2 separate regions of the Mus musculus genome follow, and region 2 is linked to region 1. The links are chromatin contacts, called in public Hi-C maps. All regions are on one chromosome and are shown on one strand. Each heading gives the region's core, a stretch centred on a gene start, on an enhancer-like site or on the middle of the called end of the contact. The rest is flanking DNA. Distances are from core to core; before and after follow the strand shown. Region 1 has its middle 21 kb from the start of Ccnq. Region 2 holds the start of Lyrm9 (LYR motif containing 9).

The links. Hi-C and Micro-C count contacts between places; a contact is called where the count stands out from the background.
Region 2: a Hi-C map of pre-megakaryocyte-erythroid progenitors shows a contact between it and region 1, with 2.0 times the contacts expected there. The contact joins the promoter of Lyrm9 here to the enhancer-like site in region 1. A contact is called at or near these places in 5 of 39 promoter capture datasets (the 3T3-L1 cell line, the C10 cell line, the HPC-7 cell line and 2 more), 2 of 15 datasets of contacts at CTCF or cohesin (embryonic stem cells and pro-B cells), 41 of 484 Hi-C or Micro-C datasets (the 63-12 cell line, 8-cell embryo, the C10 cell line and 27 more), 12 of 115 datasets of contacts at active chromatin or transcription factors (the HPC-7 cell line, the SCID.adh cell line, bone marrow-derived dendritic cells and 5 more) and 2 of 9 other capture datasets (adipose tissue and pancreatic islet).

The regions. Positions count from the first base shown.
Region 1 is chr11:78,769,601-78,775,752 of GRCm38.p6, forward strand. No RefSeq gene overlaps it. Among named protein-coding and RNA genes, the nearest start is that of Ccnq, 21 kb to the left of the region's middle. Within about 2 kb of position 2,276, at least 77 of the 459 cell types and tissues checked have an H3K27ac peak or open chromatin away from gene starts, as enhancers often do. A contact at or near this core is called in 8-cell embryo, CD8 T cells, CD8 central memory T cells and 14 more, where this site is marked.
Region 2 is chr11:78,823,569-78,830,394 of GRCm38.p6, forward strand. Lyrm9 (LYR motif containing 9) reads left to right here and starts at 3,027. Exons shown (of 4, transcript NM_001076681.2): 1 at 3,027-3,068. It also overlaps the pseudogene Gm23219.

The sequences.
Region 1 (6,152 bases), core at 1,026-3,525:
TGCTGGGAATGTTGCAAAGGCGAGAGATTTGAAGGAACAGGCAGGGTGTGTATGTTCTAGGAGTTTCATATTTGTCAAGAGAGAAAGAGTGACAAGAAATGGGAGTTGGTGACCTGGGGCACTGACATGAAGTCCCTGTTGGCGTTCGATTTTTTTTTTTTTTTTTTTACCTAGGTGCATGATGCATGCTTGTAATCCTAGGAATCTGGAGGCTGAGGCTGGAGGATTATGAGCTTCAGGCCAGTCGGAGCTGTATAGTTAACGCCTGTCTCAAAAAAAGAAAAAAGAAAAAAAAAGCACGGCCTGGACGGAATATGATGGGGCACACTCGTGATCACCTAGAGGTGCTCACCAGTTACTTAGTGAGTTCGAGGCCAGCCTGAGCCAAATGGACTAACAGGAATAAGACTGCTCCTTCCTGCTTTCTCTTGTGTTCTTGCCTCCCCTCCCCACACTCACACACACTAGGGGGTACGTCAGACTTCCAGGCATTGGGTTCCCCTGAAAGCTTAGAGCTTCCCCACTTTCCCCCAAGAAACATGAAGCTGGAGCTGAAGGCTCCAAGCTCTTGGCAGAAACAAGACGTGATGAAAAGTGAACAGCTTACAGTGTCATTTTTGATTAATCGCTCCAAAGATTGTCTCACACACACACACACACACACACACACAAATGGAAGATTTGCAGAAAAATCAGTTGTATTGTAAATAGGGTCTTTTAAATAAATGTGAGGGAAGCCTGGTTTTACACACACCTTTAATCTCAACATTTGGGAGGCAGAGGCAGGTGGATCTCTGAGTTCAAGGCCGGCCTGGTCTACAGCATGAATTCCAGGACAGCCCAGGGTTACACAGAGAAACCCTGTCTTGAGAAAAATAAACAAAACAAAAAACAAACACAAAACAAAACCAAAAAAGGTGTTAGTGGGGCGTGGCACTCAGTACCCGACAAGAAGGTGCTGAAGACCTTTCTGTGGTTTCATGACAGAGTAAATAATCCAGGCAGTCAGAGCCTGGAACCTCGACCTGGGGAGATAGATGACTCGCTGTTTTGCCCTCTGGTTACTGCGCAGGACCCTGTGCCCCTGTGCTATTTATTGTACAGTATCTATAGCATCACCAGTCAAGGCTGGAAATTGTTTGCTAGGGGAAACTCTTCCAGGATGGGTGAAGACCAGAAAGACAGGCAGTCACCGATGCCAGTGTTTGCCACTCAATCATACAAAACAGGGCTCATTCCTAGAGACTGTTTCTCCACCCCCTTCCAGTGTGGCTTTTTTCATGTGTTCTTGTCTCCTCTCCCATATAACCAGGTATCTAGCAGCAAAGTCTACTCACAATGCAAGCCACTCAGCAACATCTAATACCGGCCATTGTTAATTAGCTTATGTATGAATTTGTTCCTGCTGATGGGTTTTTGTTTTATTTTGTGGTGGTAGAGGAGGAATTAAACAATTGGGCTTTTGTGTTTGTTTATTTCTTTGAGATCGGGTTTTTCTATGAAGCCCTGGCTTGACCTGGAACTCACTATGTAGACCAAACTGACCTAGAACTCACATAGACCCGCCTGCCTCTGCCTCCTGAAATGCTGGGATTAAAGGCGTGACTACCATGCCTGGCAACAATTGGGGTTTTACATGTTTTTAATGTTTACTTCTTTTGTATGTATAAGTGCTCCTGCCACGTTGTGATCGGAGAATGGCTATGGGACTTCTACTTTCCTTCCTCTGTGTGGGACTGGGAGTAGAACTCAGGTCTCCAGGGTTGGTAGTAAGTACCCTTATCCACTGTAAAGCCTGTTTAGTTTTGAGATGCCCTTGCTGTAAAACTTTGGTGGGCCTGGAATTCTGTATGTAGCCCAGGCTGGTCTGCCTCCGGAGCACTGGGATTACAGGGATGGGTCCTCATCTCTATTATTTTAGACACAAGCGTGCACACACATACGCTGTTAATCATGGACGACATTAGTCCAGGTCCTTTAGCAGAAAGATGTCCAGCCTGAGTGAATATACATCATAAGACATTACAAGGCTTTCTTACTTCACAGGTCTCTCCACCCTGACTTGACCCAGTCTGAGCCTCTTACATTTCTTCCTGGTTTTTATTCATCTCTCACTTGGGGCTTTGTGTTGGACAAAATGTACCAGTTAGGCTGGCTCTGTTTTCGGCGATGACAGGCAAAGGCTGGTGCCTCTCACATGACTTTGGCTGTTGGGGGATGGAGGCGGTGGTGGCTGCTGCTGCTTTAGGTGTCACCTGGGTGGGTGCAGTGGTGTTGAGACAGGTGGATTCTTTCACACGCCATGCGCTTGTGAAGGCGGTTCGTGCCGAAGTGTTTGCTTCATTGCCTTGCAAGCTGTCAGTTGCCTTCTCCCTGCAAAGCTGATTCCCCAGCAGGGATCCTGCTAAACACTGCCTTGGGTGCCTCCCTTCCAACCAAGCCTGTCTCAGATGGCTCTCACTCTCCAGTTCAGAGTCTCTTGTCTAGCCGGAAGCAGGCAGGCAGGCTGCTGTGGCTTCTCTGATAGTCAGGGAGACAGGAAGTGCCTGAAGGCAGAAGATCAACAGTTAGGACAGGAGCTGGCTCTCCGGATCAGAAGGGTAACCAGAGGGTGCCTCCAGGAAACTTTTCTTCATGGTCCCAGGCCACATGTGCTTGCAGCCCTCGTGGGACCACCTATGCCATAGGACCTATGGTGTGGGTGGCTAAAGGGGAGGCTGGTAATCTGAGGAGCATGGGGATGCCAAAGAGTATTCTCAAAGTCTGTTCCATAAACCATTGCTGCCACTGGACCTGCAAAGGCCTGTGTCTCAGGGTGAGCAGCCCCAGCAAGCTCACCTGTCGTCTTGCTTTGTTCAGGTTTGTAAAAGAGTCTGGGATTAAATAAACCAGGAAAACACTAAGTTAATAAAGGGAGACTATTTCTATAGTGACAGATCTCAAATCCATACTTTACTGGAGAACACTGTAAATCCTTAGACAGGTATCCAACCTATTGACATTGAGACCTTGTAGTGTCTTCAGTCTTGGTGGCAAAGCACCATTCCCTCACTGGGCCATCTCGAAGGGCTTCTGGGTTGGGATTCTGAGACTTCAGAGTTAGATGAGCTATTCCCTGAGGGCAGTGGACACAACACAAGGAGGGGGTGGCATTATGGGAAAGTCCTAAGGCTAGGGAAGAGGCTCAAGTATTCCTCTGTCTGTATGAATGAATACATTCTACTCTGCTTCCAGAGACCAAAGAGGCTGCTACACTTGAGGGGTAGAACTGAGCTAGGAGCTCAGGGCCTGGGGACCTAACTCTTGGGTTGAAGGTCAATGGCACAAGTTTTGGTGCCAGGTGAGGCTCCCAGCATCCCTGTTTGAACCTGAAAGTGGATGACTGTCTCTACGTGGCAAGAAGGGATCAACTGGTCTCCTCTTAGATAGGCTGGGGACAAGTACTTCCCGCATAAACAGAAGTCCATACACACTCACCTTCCCACCCACCCCTATGAACTTACTAAAAAGGGGTGACTTAGAAGTGAATTCTTTAAAAAAGCAAAGTTCCAGGAGGAAGCAGAATGTAATCTATGGAAATACACATGAGTGGACTACAGTGAGAAACAAGGAAAGGATCTGCCCGCTCCACCCCCATTCAATGAGGCAGAGATTAATCCCCTGAAATCAAGTGCGTAAATTATACATGGATGGGAACTGGCTAGGGGAATGAGGTGTCTGATAGGGTGCTGATGGAGATGAAAATGAGGCTTGAGAGATCAATTCTGCTCTTGAACCAGCTCCAAGTCCCACTGAAGGCCCTGGCAGAAACACCCTGACTTACCTCACTGGAGCATAGCCGCCAAGCCCTTCAGACACACGCCTTCTAAAGTAATTGCTAATGTTTTGAATGATATTTCTGTGTGTCACTGGGAATAATGAAAAGGCAGTAAAAGTCTGAAGGCCCATATTTTTGCCTTTGAATGGCTGATTGTAAATCAACTCCTGAAAGACAGATAAGAAGTTTTATGGTATGGCTTGTTGCCTGCCGAGGTAAGAGACAGGTGCGGACAAGTCTGGGACAACTGTCACTGGCAATGTGGCCAGTCCTTTATGTCCCTCAGCCTGTCCCTTAGCCAACCTGAACTTACTGATCTTGTAGTTGTCTGCCCACTTAAAACTTAGCTGTTCATTCTGTGAACTGCACACTTGCTGTGTGACACATGCTGTGCTGTATATATATATATATGTATATATATATATATATATATATATATATATATATATACACACATATGTACATATATACATATATATGCATATGTATATATACACATGTGTACATATATACATATGTATATATATACAACATATGCATATACAACACACACTGTGCTGTATATATACACATATGTATATGTGTGTGTATATATATATTTATGTACATATATATGCACTCAATAACTATTAGAGATACAGAGATGAATATATACCAAGAACTTCTGAGTGAGAGGAACACAGCAGATAAACTGCAGTGCCTGGCCACCCAGGCAGTGTTTAACCAATACAGGTCAGAAGGCTCAACGGAAAACTGACAAAAAGGATTACTCCTTAGCGTTGTCGGTCTGGCTGGAGCCTCTCGATACACACTACGAGCATCTTTAAGATGTCCTCCACTGAGAAAGATGCAGGAGATGAGCTTCAACTGAAGGCTGAAGCCACGGATGCAAAATGGGCCAGGGAGAGAAGGATGACTCAGGTAGCTCCTAGGTCAGAGGCCTTGGTCCTCCAGGCATTTCCCAGAGCCTGGCTCATAGACGGTGCTCCACACACTCTAACAGAGGAATCCACAAACAGTGCGTGATCTGGTGTGACTTCAGGATAGACAAGACTGTACTGTCAAGTTCAGGTTCCTGTAAAAGGCTGGTGGGGGAAGGATGTGACCCTTCCCTGCCTAGCATGCGGAGAGGGTTGCACTCACTTGAACTGAATGGCTCACATATTGTGGTCTTTGTTGTTTTGTGTTTTTAATTGTGAGGGGTGTGCTGGGGTGTGTGTGTGTGTGTGTGTGTGCATGCGTGTTGGTTGTTAGTCCTCACTTCCCACTTCGTTTGACAGGGTCTCTTGTTAGACACTGTATATGCTGGGCTAGCTGGCCCATGAACATCTAGGAATTCTACTGTCTCTGCCTCCCATCTCAGTGTAAGGACACTGGGATTACAGATACAGCTTTACATGGATTCTGGTCTTCATGCTCCTGCGGCAAGTGCTTTATCTACTGATCAATCTCCCCAGATCACTCTTCTAAAACAGTATGATTGAGTGGGATGTAGCTCAGTCGGTAGAGTGCCCACCTAGCATGCACAAGGTCTTGGCTACTATACTATCCCCTGCACAGCACAAAACCAAGCTTGGCGGCATGCGCCTGTTATCCCAGCACTTGGAAGATAAAGAGAGGAGGGTCAAAAGTTCAAAGTCACCCTTGGCTACACAGTGAGTTCAGGGTCCTCCTGTACTATATGGGACTGCTCTCCAAATACAAAGTAGAATAAGGAAAATGAAATTAACTAACTGATTGATTGATAGATGAAATGGTTTGGTTGAGGGTGTAATGTGCATACAGCAAAGTGTTTAAATCTGGACAAATCAAAGGTTGTTTTAAATGGAGATACACACCCACATGCCTACTCTTAGATCTAGAATATTCTTGCTCTCCAAGCCTCCCCACAATCTTTCTCTGACTTTTCTGCTAACTCCATCATAGGTGCTGCTCCTTCTATATATAAAGGGGGAAAATCATCACAATCCTCTTCATCCCAGGGAACAATTCACAGGTTCATTATTTATCCCTACTGACGTCAGAACACCGCTTACCTATCAGTTCTGCAGGGTTAAGACTCTTGAGGCTTTGTGTTTGTACAATGCGCATTTCCCCCCCCTAAGCCATCTCCCTACTTCTTTTTTTTTTTTTAAATACCCATCAGTTTCTAGAACTTTTTAAAGATTTATTTATTTATGTAAGTACACTGTAGCTGTCTTCAGACACTCCAGAAGAGGGCACCAGATCTCGTTACGGATGGTTGTGAGCCACCATGTGGATGCTGGGAATTGAACTCAGGACTTTTTGGAAGAGCAGTCAGTGCTCTTAACCGCTGAGCCATCTCTCCAGCCCT
Region 2 (6,826 bases), core at 1,777-4,276, 55 kb after region 1:
CTATGTTTTGCAACACCCCAGGGTGGCAAAGATCTGTATGCGGGATTTTTTTCCCCCCATTTTTGCCTTGGTGATCTCTTTTGGCACATCCACCTGTCACTTTGTGCCCCTCTCCCTGTGTTCTGGCAGAATTTGAGTCATGCAAATTGCAAACTGGTAAATAGCAACTTTGCATATTTTGAATAGGAGGGAACATCAAGGTAGAACGCATCCTGTATGCCCAGAGAAATGGGAGCCGGGGAGGCCTGAGAGCCAGGGCAGGTCCAAGGGCCTAAGTATATTCTTCAAAGTATTTTATCATACTCATTACAGCCATTGTATATTTATGAATTAATTTGAATTATTTACATGGTCAACATTTGAGACAATAACCCGAAATAATCAAAGCATGCAAATGCATCGTTTCTCTTTGAAATGTGGAAATGGGGCTAGGGAGCTGGCTCAGTGGGTGGAACAGGCACTCCCGGTCAAGCCTGCCAGCCTGAGTTCATTTTCCTGGACCTACACACACACACACGCACACACACACACACCACAGCACATACACATAACAATAAGCAAATACATGTAATTTTTAAAATCTGGAGGTTGAGGTAAACTGAAAAGCATCAGAATGTCTTGCCTCTTTCTCTACAGAGCAGTTCCAAAGCTGCCACTACACGTCATTACAGGTCAGGCTTCATGACACGAGTTCAGAACATGGCCATTTGGTTCTGAGGGGGAGCCGATAAATTCCCCAGGGAGGAGGGATCTCCTGCACGGCCAACCCTTGAGTGATAAATTTCTTAAGCAAAAGGTCTTTAAAATTCCACTGACCTGTGCTCGCTTCAGCAGCACATATACTAAGATTATCACAGCCCCTGTGCAAGGATGACACGCAAATTCGTGAAGTGTTCCATATTTAATAAAAAAAAGAAATTCCACTGACCTGTAAATATCATGCAGCCTGACACCAGGGCGCCCAGCTGCCAATCTCAGTGTGGAAGAAAATGACAAGATGAGAATGGGTGGGTTTCCATTAGGTTACAGACTTGGTGCTATTTCAGTGAATGCTTGGACTGGTAAGAATTCTTTAGTTTTACTACTGAAATGAAAAGAAATTTAAAGTTTCTGTCAAGTTAAAAAGAATCACTATTTCCTTATTCTTTTTTTGTTTTTTATTTTCTTCCTTCCTTTCTTCTTTCTTTTGTTTTGTTTTGTTTTATTTGTGTTTTTTTTTTTTTTTTTTTTTTTGCTTTTACAAGACAAAACAGCCCTGTTTCTCTGTGTAACAGCCCTGGGTGTCCTGGAACTCGATTTGTAGAGCAGCCTGGCCTCGAACTCACAGAGCTCCACCTGCCTCTGCCTCTGGAGTGTTTGGATTAAAGGTGTGCACCTCCTTGCCTGGCTTGGATTATTCTTAAATCCAAGTTCTCACTGTGACTCGGTAAAAGAAAGGGAGCTGCTATCCACATCTCTCCCTCAAGCTAAAAAATAAAAAAATTTCTTTTCTGTTCTTTCTCTTTTGTGCTGCCTAGCTGTCGACAAAGAGTTTTCGAGAAAGATAAATGTTGTGTCTCTGTAAAGACAGAAGTAACACAAGAGGCAGGAAGGTGGAGCCTTTCGGAGGTAGAGCTAACAGCTTGCTTCTTGAATATTTTATGACCTAGGTATTAGAATGAGGCTTCTGAAGCAGGAACACGGAGATCTAGGAACAAAAGAGGGGGACTGAGAGAACAGATTGAAATTTCTTAAAAATATGAAAGGATCTTAATGTTGTACGAGAGAGTGGATTGGTGTCCCAGCAGGTTGCTCCTAGTAAGGGCTCTAAAAGCGTAATGATTTATTGATTGGATCTGCACTAATGACATGCCGTGATTATGCATGGGTAAATAAAAAGGCTGATTTATGAGGGTGCATTCGGATCTTTCAGATACAGTTGGTCCAAGTCTACAGTTTGAAAATAAATGAAGGAAATTATCTGGGTATTCCAGGGGAAGAATCCTCCCACACAGATTTGAAGACGGGGTAGAGTGTTAGCTGAAGAGGAGGAAGGGGGTGCTTTGTGTGTGGGGGGGGTGCGGGAGGGAGACGGTGGCATTCTAGAGAGTTGAAGATGAATCAGAGAAAGGAAGTAGTTCTGTTAAGAAATAGCCCCTGCTTCCTAAGAGGAAGAAAAATAGACTTCCGAGTGCTGCTAAACAGCGATGTTTACTTTTAAAAAATGAAGAAAAAAGGCATTATAAGCAATTGTCTTGTTAAAGCAGCTACATGAGGAGCGTGTGTAAGGAAATCGGGCTTTTCATTATAGGTAGATTTTTTTTAAAGCCCCGAAGAGGAAAGATGAAGAGAAGCAATGTTATCCACCGGCGCCCTTGCTGCCTTTCAGACAGCGGCCCAGAGAAGCTAGAAGCCTCATTGAACAGGGCGTTTGTCTCATGAAAAAGACCTGTCTTTATTTCTTTCAGGATATAAAACTTGTGTTTAAATCAATTCAGAGAAGCATTCTGACTTTAAACATGCGCGAGTGGGGAGAACCCGTTTAATGAAACAGCATTATTTCATTTTCAAAAAATGATCCCGGCAGTAGCTGCAAGTTAAGATTCTTCATTCTCTCCCTCGATTATAATTATAGCAGAGTTGAAAGGAAGCGTGCCTATTACTGTCATATGTATTCTTCTGACAGGTGTTGTGGGACTGTAATTTGATCAAGTGACTCGAAATGAAGACTCCCTTCCAAACATAATTCCTGTCATCAACATAACAACAGGAAGGACACGTCCTTCAAGAAGACGTTTCACAGATCTTGAGCACCCCTAATATTCTCCATTCGTGGGAATATGAAGAAGAGCTTGCCATCAGAGTTTGTATCCAAGGTTGTAAGGGAGACAAGGAAAAGCGGGCCGTGGTTCCAGCCAACTGGGCGGGGTCGGATCAGGAAGCCCGCACCCAGTAGGACCCCGAGTCCCGCGGATGGCCGGCAGAGGGCGCTAGGGTACCAGGCGGGGGCGGGGCTGCGCTTGCTTCTGCCGCGCAGGCGCAATCGTGTCGCTCGCGGTGTCTCCAGTTGGCGTCCGCCGGGAAGGCGGGTGAGCCGCGCTGCGCGGGCCCTTGGGCGGGGACTCGGGGGGCGGCAGGGGCGGGCTGGGGATTACCGAGGCTGCCTGCAGGGCCGGGATATGTGGAAGCCCTGGGGGCGATCTGCGGGCTCTCCAGGCTTTCCCCTAGTGCCAGCGACACCTGTCGCAGCCATAGTTGCCGCGCCGCGGAGGAGCGTGGGAGGCCGGGATGCGGTGTCGGAGGACACGGGGAGCCAGGTCTCTGCCATGTGCTGCTGGCATCTGCACTCGGCTGGAGCAGCCTCCGTTCTATGGTTTTCAAAGAGGAGACGTGCTACTCTCACTCGGTCTGCAGGAACACCCTGTTACCAGGAGTATCTGGAATAATTTTGGTCTTTGCAATATGTAACCCTATCTGGCCTTGAACTCGTAATCCCCCTGCCCCAACTTCCCAGTAGTACTGTGATTCCCGGCCAGTGCTAAAGTGCACACGTTTAATAACATTTAGAATGTGCGCAGATGTGCATCTATGGCCACTGTTGATTTTAGAACATTTACCTTGAAAGAAAACCATCTACATTTGCTGGCAAAACCCCTCTCCAGTCTCGTCCTTTCTCTTTGCGCTAGGCAACCACTTAGCTGATTTCCATAGATTTTGTTAGTTCTGAACATTTCACAGAAATGGAATCAATCATATGCAGCCCCGGTTATTGGTTTCCTGCGTCTTTTATGCCTCATTCAAAGCACGCACGTGGTAGCATATGTAAGTGCTTCATTCGCTTTATTACAGAATAATTTTCCAATGTTTGCCTGGATCAGATTTTATCTCCCCATGTGCCCAGTGATGGCCCTTGGGACTCATTTGAAGTCCTTACTCTTACATACCTGTCTTCTGGGTATAAGGTGGGGGTGGGGGTGGGGGTGGGCCAAAGAAAGGGAAGGATAAAGTGTATATCCTTGGGTGGCACGTGGGATTTGGCCAGGAAGAAAGAGACTGATTAGCTTAGCTGCTAACTAGGAGCTAGGAACAGCTCCGTGGTAAAAAGGTTGCCAGGCATCGTCAAGCCCCAGGATTCATTTCCAGCATCCCCACCTCCCACAGGGATGGACCAAAAACTGGTTCTGAAGGGTGTGCCGGTGGGAATGTAGGGAGGCTGGCCTGACCTTGGCTGTGTGGGAGAGGGACGAGGGGAGGCAGGATTGCTGGAAGAACATAAATATGCCAGATGGAGCCCTAGGGTGGGCGGGGGCAGGGAGCTAACCATTCCTATTTTCAACTTTCTCCATCATGAAGATTAATTGCGTATTTAAAAAAAATGGCTGGTGCAGGCTTAATTTAGCTTTTATCAGTACTCAATTGGGCATAATTTCGGGTTATTTTCTGCAGTTCCATTATCTTTTTAAATGTATGACTCTTTTTCCAATTATTTTTAGGTGACCCGTGTTAGGACACAGGTTAGTGATAACGACAGTGAGCTTACCTGTGATTGGGTCTTTTCTTCTTAGCACCTGTGCCAGCATTGTCACCTGGCACCCAGGAAGTTCCCTTTATGCCCCCCGCCCCCACCAATAGGTCATGTTCTTTAAGCTTTATAAACTGGTTTTGTTTCAGTTTTTTTTTTAAAGATTTATTTATTATGTGTAAGTACACTGTAGTTGTCTTCAGACACACCAGAAGAGGGCATCCAGTCTTGGGACAGATGGTTGTGAGCCACCATGTGGTTGCTGGGATTTGAACTCAGGACCTCTGGAAGATCAGTCAGCGCTCTTAACTGCTGAGCCATCTCTCCAGCCCCTTGTTTAAGTTTTGAGACAGGCAGGATCTTGGATAGCCCAGGCTGACCTCGAGCTTATTATGTAGCCTAGACTGGACCTTGAACCCAGGCTTCCTGCTTCTACCTCCTGAGTGCTATTACGGGGATATGCCACTAGACCCATTCAGTTCTGTATGTGAGTGTAATGAGTGTGTGTGTGGTCACAAGTGGAGGTCAGAGGACAGCTTTTGGGAATTGGTTCTCTCCTGCCACCTTGTGGGATCCAAGAGTTTGAACTCAGATTGTAAGGCTGGAGTCTAAGGCATCCTATCTCTCTAAGATTTTGTTTTTTAAAGCATTCCTTTGTGTGTGTGTGTAATTGACATTAGCCTGATTTTCTTTTCCATCTGTATTTGAGAGGGTGCTACAGTGCCCTTGTATTTCTGAAAGGAGCAGAGACTTGTGGCTAAGTTGTGAATGAATAGTCTAGTTTAGTAAGCATATCATGACTGAATCTGGTCTTGCACAGGCCCAGGAGAGTTCTTTGTGGATGGAATCCCTACTTGTGCATTTTGTTTTAGTTCTGGGGATTTAATTCAGGGACTCACACGTGCTCTGGAGGTGCTCTTAACACTGGCTTACTTCCCTGTCCCAGCCTTAGCATTCTTAGGTATACCCATTTAGCAGATGTCAGGGATGCAAGTAAGATTGTGAGCTTCAGAATCAAATAGGCCTATGGTTAGTTCCCTGCCTGACTGTGCACAGCTATGTGGCCACTGACAAATCACAGCTTCTCTGAGCCTTGGTTTCCTTATCTATAAAATGGGGCTAACGATACCTTCTCCAGTATTGTGTTTAAAGCTGTCATAATGAACTAATTAGCCTCATTGTGAAAGGTTGATCAGATATGAATGACATCAGCTTTGCAGAAGATTCTGGATAAACAAGGTGTTGGTCTTCTTAGTGGTCCTGTACACTCAGATGCCAGGGGAGATGTTTCGTGGATGAGCTATGCTGAGGACAGTTCTCTCTGTCCTGGGGTGTGATTGTCTCTGGGCTTTCATTACATAGAGATGACTTGAATAACACTCAGGCATCCCAGAGATTGTGCGGCCGGCTGGGGCTCTTATTAGACAGTACGAGATGGGGACACGGACTTAATAATAGTCCATGCAGAAAGGTACTTTGAAGTGGATGCCAGGGTCAGCAGGGTCTGAACAGAGAATGCAGTCTGAGCTGCATTCCTTGAATTCTCAGGTCACAGGAGTTGACAGGGTCATTGTTCATGGCACTGGTCCGAGCACAATCAGTCTGCTGTCTCTCACACTCTTGGTGTGCTTGAGAGTCGGGGGAGGAAGCTCAGGGATGAGGGAGAGTAGGGAGGATGAGAAGCACAGAGTAGGGCAGGGTGGGGTGGGGAAGATGGTAATCACTCCTATGCTGGAAAGGGGATGACAGAGGGTCTGAGGGAGTCAGTCGGCTTTGTGCGATGGACTTGCTGGTGATCAGGACAGAACTCAGACTCTTCACATTTCTTGTGCTTTTTAGTTTGTCTCCCGCCCCCTCAGTTTCTTGAGACAGGGTTTCTCTGTGTAGCCCTGGCTGTTCTGGAACTGCTCTGTAGACCAGGCTGGTCTTGAACTCAGAAATCTGCCTGCCCCTGCCTCCCGAGTGCTGGGATTAAAGGCATGTACAACCACCACCCAGCACATATCTCCTCTTAATACTTGTACCCGCATCATATAAGGATAAGAGCAAACACTACATAGCTACAATATCATCGTGATTCCCGACACCATTAGAAGGTTCAGACCATCTGGACAGTGTCAGCTGCTGTGAAGCTATGGAAAGGTTTTGGTTGAGGGGTTGATAAAGCACTACAACACCTCCCTCAGAGAAGGCTGCCGGGCCTTCCCTTAGTCCAGCTGAGAGCCTGATCAGGCTAGAGTGAGACGGGGTGACATGGCCTTTCTGAGGTCACCACAGTTCCTCCTGTGCGTTTGAGCTACTTCCTGTCTACCTGCTCTGCCTGTG